Regions from separate parts of the Sus scrofa genome. Here region 1 is linked to region 2. The links are chromatin contacts, called in public Hi-C maps. All regions are on one chromosome and are shown on one strand. The core of a region is the stretch at or near the end of the contact, and the rest is flanking DNA. Distances in the headings are between cores, read along the strand shown.

The links. A called contact is a pair of places that touch in the nucleus more often than the background predicts.
Region 1: a contact with region 2 is called in a Hi-C map of skeletal muscle, with 3 times the contacts expected there. The contact joins two enhancer-like sites. A contact is called at or near these places in 18 of 47 Hi-C or Micro-C datasets (alveolar macrophages, differentiating spermatogonia, embryonic fibroblasts and 10 more).

Annotation. Positions count from the first base shown.
Region 1 is chr18:29,883,125-29,886,539 of Sscrofa11.1, forward strand. No RefSeq gene overlaps it. Among named protein-coding and RNA genes, the nearest start is that of TES, 51 kb to the right of the region's middle. Within about 2 kb of position 1,612, at least 18 of the 83 cell types and tissues checked have an H3K27ac peak or open chromatin away from gene starts, as enhancers often do. A contact at or near this core is called in embryonic fibroblasts, skeletal muscle and subcutaneous adipose tissue, where this site is marked.
Region 2 is chr18:29,843,913-29,847,538 of Sscrofa11.1, forward strand. No RefSeq gene overlaps it. Among named protein-coding and RNA genes, the nearest start is that of TES, 91 kb to the right of the region's middle. Within about 2 kb of position 1,324, at least 23 of the 83 cell types and tissues checked have an H3K27ac peak or open chromatin away from gene starts, as enhancers often do. A contact at or near this core is called in embryonic fibroblasts, skeletal muscle and subcutaneous adipose tissue, where this site is marked.

The DNA of each region.
Region 1 (3,415 bases), core at 362-2,861, 40 kb after region 2:
TTATGGGCTCCTTGTGCACCTTGTAAACATCACAGAATTTGGTAAGTCCTGAGTGACTGATTGTTGAATAAATGAGTGAAAAGAGGTTTGATATTTTTTACATAATGATGAGACTGCTGACATCAGCCATACCCAGTGGTTGTTTCAGATGATTGAAACTTAAAGGGCTTTTGTGTGAAGCCAAAATTATGATTATTCAAAATAAATTATTTATTATTCATTCCTCTTTTCTCACATTGCTCACTTTTATTTGGAAATACATGTTACAAGGCATATGAATAAAGTAATGACTCATTTCTTTGAGTATTTTTTATTTATTTATTTATTTATTTTTATTTTTTGTCTTTTGTTGTTGTTGTTGCTATTTCTTGGGCCGCTCCCGAGGCATATGGAGGTTCCCAGGCTAGGGGTTGAATCGGAGCTGTAGCCACCGGCCTACGCCAGAGCCACAGCAACGTGTGATCCGAGCCGCGTCTGCAACCTACACCACAGCTCACGGCAACGCCGGATCGTTAACCCACTGAGCAAGGCCAGGGACCGAACCCGCAACCTCATGGTTCCTAGTCGGATCCGTTAACCACTGCGCCACGACGGGAACTCCCATTTCTTTGAGTATTAATCAAAATCAGCAGGTGTCAGACTTACTTCCATTTATAAGATTTGTGGATTAAGAAATTATGATCATAATATTGAGAAAACTTTGTGACATACATGCATTTTACATTTCTGAAACATGATGTTCACTATAGTTTGGGAGAATATGGAAGTTTGACACATTTTAGCTTTGGGGGAAAATCATGGCTTATAGATAAAAAATTTGCAGTTTCCTGTTTATTCAGAATGCCTTCGCTAGTCTTTTTTTTTTTTTTTTTTTTTTTTCATTTAAGATATTTGGGTATTTAGTGCAATTAAGGAAAAAAAAAGATTTGTTTAGTGCAGTGTATCTAGTTTCTTTGAAGTGAAATTTAGAACTTGATAACTAATAATTTGTTTTGCCAGATAAGTGCATATTGCTTATAAGTAAGCCCATTTTCTTCATTGTAACATAAACAGGTGATGACTGGTTGTGGGAACATGTTTTCATGTCTATTCTGACTTTTAAAAACACACCTATTTTGTACTATTCTTTACCCTTCTTCTTGCAGTTAAAAGAGTTTATACTTGTTCAGTAGAACTGATGAAAAGTTTTTTCTATGGCAACTGTGTGTTCTCAACCACATGCCTTTTTACTTCAGTTCACCTTAGGACAGAATAAAAGTATACTAACTGAATAGGAAAGCTAGGTCATCTTAAAGGGTCAGGAAGCGGACTCCTTCCTAGTCAGAGATCTTGGAGCCCAAAAGTGTACAACTTAGTTCCTGTCCCTTTGGAGACAATGTTAATGGGACTAAACTTTTCCATGGCAGTGGAGACACAGCGAGTTTTCCGTATTGCACTCCAATTATTTGAGAATGTGCTTGAAGTCAGATGTTGAACTAAACTCTAGATTTCTGTCTTCTATTTCAAATACATTCCATACAGATTATGGCATAAGTGAAGGGTATACCACTCAGCCTCCCCACACACTATGATTCATAAGGAAACCCCTTTTGCTGGCTGCCAACAAAGCAAGAGCTTGGGAGAGCCGGGTTTGGAACGCCAGGATTCAGAAGGAGCTTGGGCTGGGCAGGAACACAGTGTGCATGCCAGGTTGGAATTAAAAAAAATGTGCAGTTTACAATTACAAGGCAAGGCAGAGCTGCTGGTGCTGAAGAAAAGTTGAAGGAGCTAATAAATACTTAGTAAATGGAACCAAAAATTGAAAAGTTCTCTCTGTTTGTTTTTCTCTCTCTCTCTCATTTCTCCAATATGTTTTCAAAACTGAGACATTAACTGTAAATTTTCCAAAATCCCTTCTTTATCCTTAACAGGAAAGCCACTATGTTAGCAACTACTGCAGCTACACACTGATCCATTTCTAAAACTACAGCTGAACTTACAGTGCTGAGCTATGTGGTGGTTTGAATCGGCATTACCATACAAGGCAGTTTTGAATTCCTCATGGCAATCTTTTATTACTCTTTTTAAGTTTCCTGAGCACTGCCAAACGTCTTGAGCTTTGTGGAATGATTATAAACTTTATAAATATAAATTTTTGATTCCACTTTGAACTCTGCTAAAGAATGCCAAAATTATATTAACAATGCACATTTCAAAATCAAAGACCTAGATTACTCTGATTACTTCAATCCTAGAAAACATTTGTTATCATTGGACAATTGATAATTGGGCATTGCAATAGCTCCTCTCAGAAAGATTATACAACCCAGAGTCAATACTTGGGCTGCAAAGCTGGCCTGTGTTTCTGGTTTGTTTGCAAATGTCTCAGATATTTAGAAAGCTGTCCCTTTAAAATCTCCAAAACATTTGTTAGAAACAGTTCATAACGTAAGAATGTTTCCCTTGGCACCTCAGTAGGGCAGTTCTTGTTTTCAACTCAAAATATGAGGGATTTGGTTGAGAAACAGAAAGGGTTTTGTCTTTAGCAGGCTGACATGGAGCTGCTGCTGGCTGCAAGGCCAAGAATCAATGTGATGTGGAGCAACTCGTTAAGGAGAGAACTTTCTCTAAAGGATGGGTTAAAGCTTTTGGAAGATGCAAAGGTACATGGGAGAAATCCCTGTGCAAGAGCAGACAAGCCATGGACAACTATGTTTATGTGGTCCTGTCATAGTTTACATGAAAGGGAAGAGATACGTCCTCACTGTAGGACCATGGTGAAGTGAAGAAGAACTCAGACCTTGGGGCTGGATGGCCAGAATTCAAATTCCAGTTTTTTCCCTTCCTAGCTCTGTAGCTTGGGCCAAATTTGCATAATTCCACTTTTTCCAGTTTCCTTATCTTCCACATGATGTAATAAAAGGAACTACCTGAAATGGTTATGAGGATTGAGTGTATATGTATAAAATATTTAGAACAGTGACTAGCTCTGTTATTCAAAAGAATACTAAGGCAATTTTAAAAAGGAGAGAGTGACTAAGAATGAACTTTGTTTAAAAAAGGTGTTCCAGCCCAAATTTGCTCTCACTTAATAATGTTTGCCCCAACATACAACAAGTAAAAAAGGTCATTCTAAAGCAGTTAACTCTTCCTTTGGTAAACCTATATTAAGTTATCTGAAAAAGGCTCTGTAATTATCCCCAAAGACTTTTTGGCTGGAGATAAGTAATGGAAATTCCTATGTTCATTTTATAAGTGAAAAAGCAAGAATTATTCTCAGGCTTTGATGGGAATATTGAACCCTCCCTCTGGGATAAAACCCTTTATGGCAGTGGCTTTGCCTGTAGTGCTTGCTTGTTTTGCTTTATGCTGCTATAGAAAGGAATAGGCAGAGGAGCATCATTAATAAATATTAAATGATAACGAGTTCACAATA
Region 2 (3,626 bases), core at 74-2,573:
GCAACCCTAAAAAGGGAAATAGGTGAGGGAGATTGAGGTACAAACTTCCAGTTATAGAATAAATAAACCACACAGATATAATGTACAGCATAGGGAACCTAGTCAATATTAATGTAATAACTGAATGGTGACTGAGGATACTTAGACTTACTGCAGTGATCATTTTGTGACATATAAAAATGCCAAATTACTATGTTATACACCTGAAAATAATATAATATTATAAGTCAATTATACTTTTAAGGAAGTATGGTCTTCTGTTTATTTATTTATTTATTATATTTTATTTTATGGTCTTCTGTTTAAAGTCCACTTTTCAATTCTTGTTTTAACATGACAGGTATGAAATGGTAATGATAATAATACTAATGAAATAATGTGGTGATATGCATGTCGCTCAAACACTGTCAAGTTCTAAGTGCTACCCTGTGATTTGTTGTACAGCACTGCAATGCAAGGGGAGTACCACACTCAGTCTTTGTCATAACTATTCAACTGCAGTATAGCAGGGGAGCAGCCACAGGCAACATCTTAATGAATATGTGTGTGTTACAATAAAATTTTATTTATGAACACTGAACTTTGTGTCCTTTTTTTAATTGCTATATTGTTGGTACCTATACAAAGAAAATATTGGACATAGATATATATGTACATATATTAGATATATATAATTCATATATATGTATATATGTGCTTATATGTGTATATATATTACATAAATATTTATATTATATATTACATTTATATATGTATATACTTGTATGCCATAGTCTGTTTTTATTATTTCCATAAAACAAAAACTTTCTGCATCATAATTTATTGAAGTCACTGCCCATGCATAGCTTTATGAAATTTAGAAAACATTTGGGAAAAAAAAAATTGAGCTCATGAAATTGACTCTTTTAAGGAAAGTCAGGTTGAGAGCAATGCCAATTCCATATTTTCTAGGACTTAATTGAAAGTCTGCATGTAGATGTTTATCAAGTCAACTCTGATTATTGAACCATCTATATATTCATGCAGAAGTGGCTAGTTTTCATCCATATTTCTTTGTGTCTCTATTAGTATTTTTCTCTCTAAAAAATAGGCTATATTACTGGGCACATTTTAATACCACAATTAGTCATGGATGTGATGATTCATCAGGTTGGCTTAAAAAGCGAAAGCAGCCTTGCCCTTCCTAAATGTTGACTGTTGGCAACTTTCTTTTCCCCCCTCTGAATCAGACGTGTATTTGTTTGAGTAATCAAGAAAGAACTGTCTGTCTTATGACCTTAGAGGCTGGTGAAAGGGAGCAACTGAGTGTTTTTGGCACAGACAAGTTAGCAGAACAATGCAAATCTGTAGAGCAGAGAGTGCTCTGCTTGGCTGCTCACTCTGAGCAGACTCTAATGTCACACAATCCTCTGAAAACAAAATCCGGCAGGATTTTTACGCTCTGCAGAAAACCATTTCAATATAAGCAAAATAGATTTCAAGTCTTATAAAAACAATTCTTAAACTCTATGTGCATTTTGCTGAACTCTCTACCATCTACTAAGACCTGTAATCTTTCCAAAATGAGCATCCTGAATCCTGCTGCGATAAGAGCCAGTAAAAGACAGCTTTATCCTATGGATGCCATGGGAGAAAAGCACATCAAATAACCCTGCTGGGGAATGAACGAATCAGCCTAATGAAAGTTTAGGTGAGACAGTTGAACCACACAGAGGGAATACTAAAGCCATTTCAAAGATGAGTGAGAAAAGTGATAGCCAGTGAGCCCAAGAACTTTGAATGGGGTGACAGATCTGATTACAATAACACTGAAATACTCTGGTGGAGGCAAAAGATTCACTTCTCATAATGAATTCACTCATCCTATTTGCCTGTTAATCAACGGATGCTTTAAAGACACCAGTTGGAGGAAGTCCAAATATCCTATTTTAAGGATGCCTGTTAGCCTAATTCCAAGAGTCAGTCAGTCTCTCTCTTTCTTATTTTTTCTCTTATTAGGATTTTGTGGACAGGCACTAGAAAGCTAGATAGAGGTACAAGCTACAAACTACAATAAAAATTCCAAAAGGCAGAGTGCTCTTCCTAGCCCTTGGTTTGATGTTTTCGAAATCTATGTCTTATGTCTTGAACTCTTTAAACAACAAGTATTCTTTTGCTTGCTATTTCAGTAGCAGAACTGTGATGGTTACACACCTTCTTTGATTCATGTTCCCAAGTGATCTTATTAAGGATATGATTTGGGGACAGTTATATGTGCTATTCTGATATTTTCCTAAAAGGAAATTATTTTGGAAGTAAAGCCGCTGATAAAATCAACTCAGGAAAATGCACTTTGTTAATATGAAAATATGAGTACAACTGAAGGCTACGCTGTAAAAATACCAATTATTATTTCTACTAGGCAGCGGTTATAATAGAACAATGACATATCTTTAAAGGAAGAGTGAAAGGGCCTCAATTTGAGAAATTTGAGGCAGGAAACGTTTTACATAGATATATCTAAGGATACTGGCTCTATAGTAAAAGACAGTTCACTATATAAAATTAAACACAAAAGGTTATATGAAGGGAACAGTAGTTAATATTATCAAAGGGGACAAAGCTAAATCATCAGGTTTCTTTCCCCAAATGGAAGAATCGCCTTTTCTCCTGGCCTCTTATTTCTATGTGGAGAAACTCCCTTGAACATGTCAGTTCCAGCTCTAGCCATTCTGACTCACTTTTCCCTGGAGGGATGAGCAACTCAGGCCAGTCTCTGGCCCTGTGGGGAAGGCCTAGGGAAGGCTTTTGATTTTCCAACTCTGCTTTGGACTCACTGGGTCCAACTTTCTCATTCCAGGACTAAGTGTTGGAGACCAGTTATGTTTGCAGATCTAAAGTTAAGTTCTAAGTCACCTTTTAAGAGGCCACTGGTATGACTTTGCCTCTATCTCACAATTGGTTATGAATTCAGTTAGGAAAGGGAAGAATTGGTTTGGATGTTAAAAAAATCCAATACTTGATTAAAAAACAAAATTATGTGAGATGCAAGAGGTATATCTAAGTATAAATCCAAAAAATTAAATAGAATTTATCTTCCTGAGAAGGAACAAAAACCAGTAAAAAAGAAAAAAATAACAAAGCAAATCCCTTCATATTTGTTTATACTGGTGTATGACATCAGATAGGCAGAAGTACAAAAGAAAATCAGCATGGAGGGAGCATAAGGCTCCATTTCAATGAGTATTATTTGATCTGAGAAGAATTAGGACCTCAAAAAGTTTGAAAGAATAAATTTTGCTCTTCCCTCTCCCTTCTAAAAGAAAATAACTGCAGGGAGTTCCCGTCGTGGCGCAGTGGTTAACGAATCCGACTAGGAACCATGAAGTCACGGGTTCGGTCCCTGACCTTGCTCAGTGGGTTAACGATCCGGCGTTGCCGTGAGCTGTGGTGTAGGTTGCAGACGCGGCTCGGATCACACGTTGCTGTGGCTCTGGCGTAGGCCGGTGGCTACAGCTCCGATTCAACCCCTAGCCTGGGAACCTCCATATGCCTCGGGAGCGGCCCAAGAAATAGCAACAACAACAACAAAAAAGACAAAAAGACAAAAAAAAAAAAAAAAAGAAAAGAAAAGAAAATAACTGCAA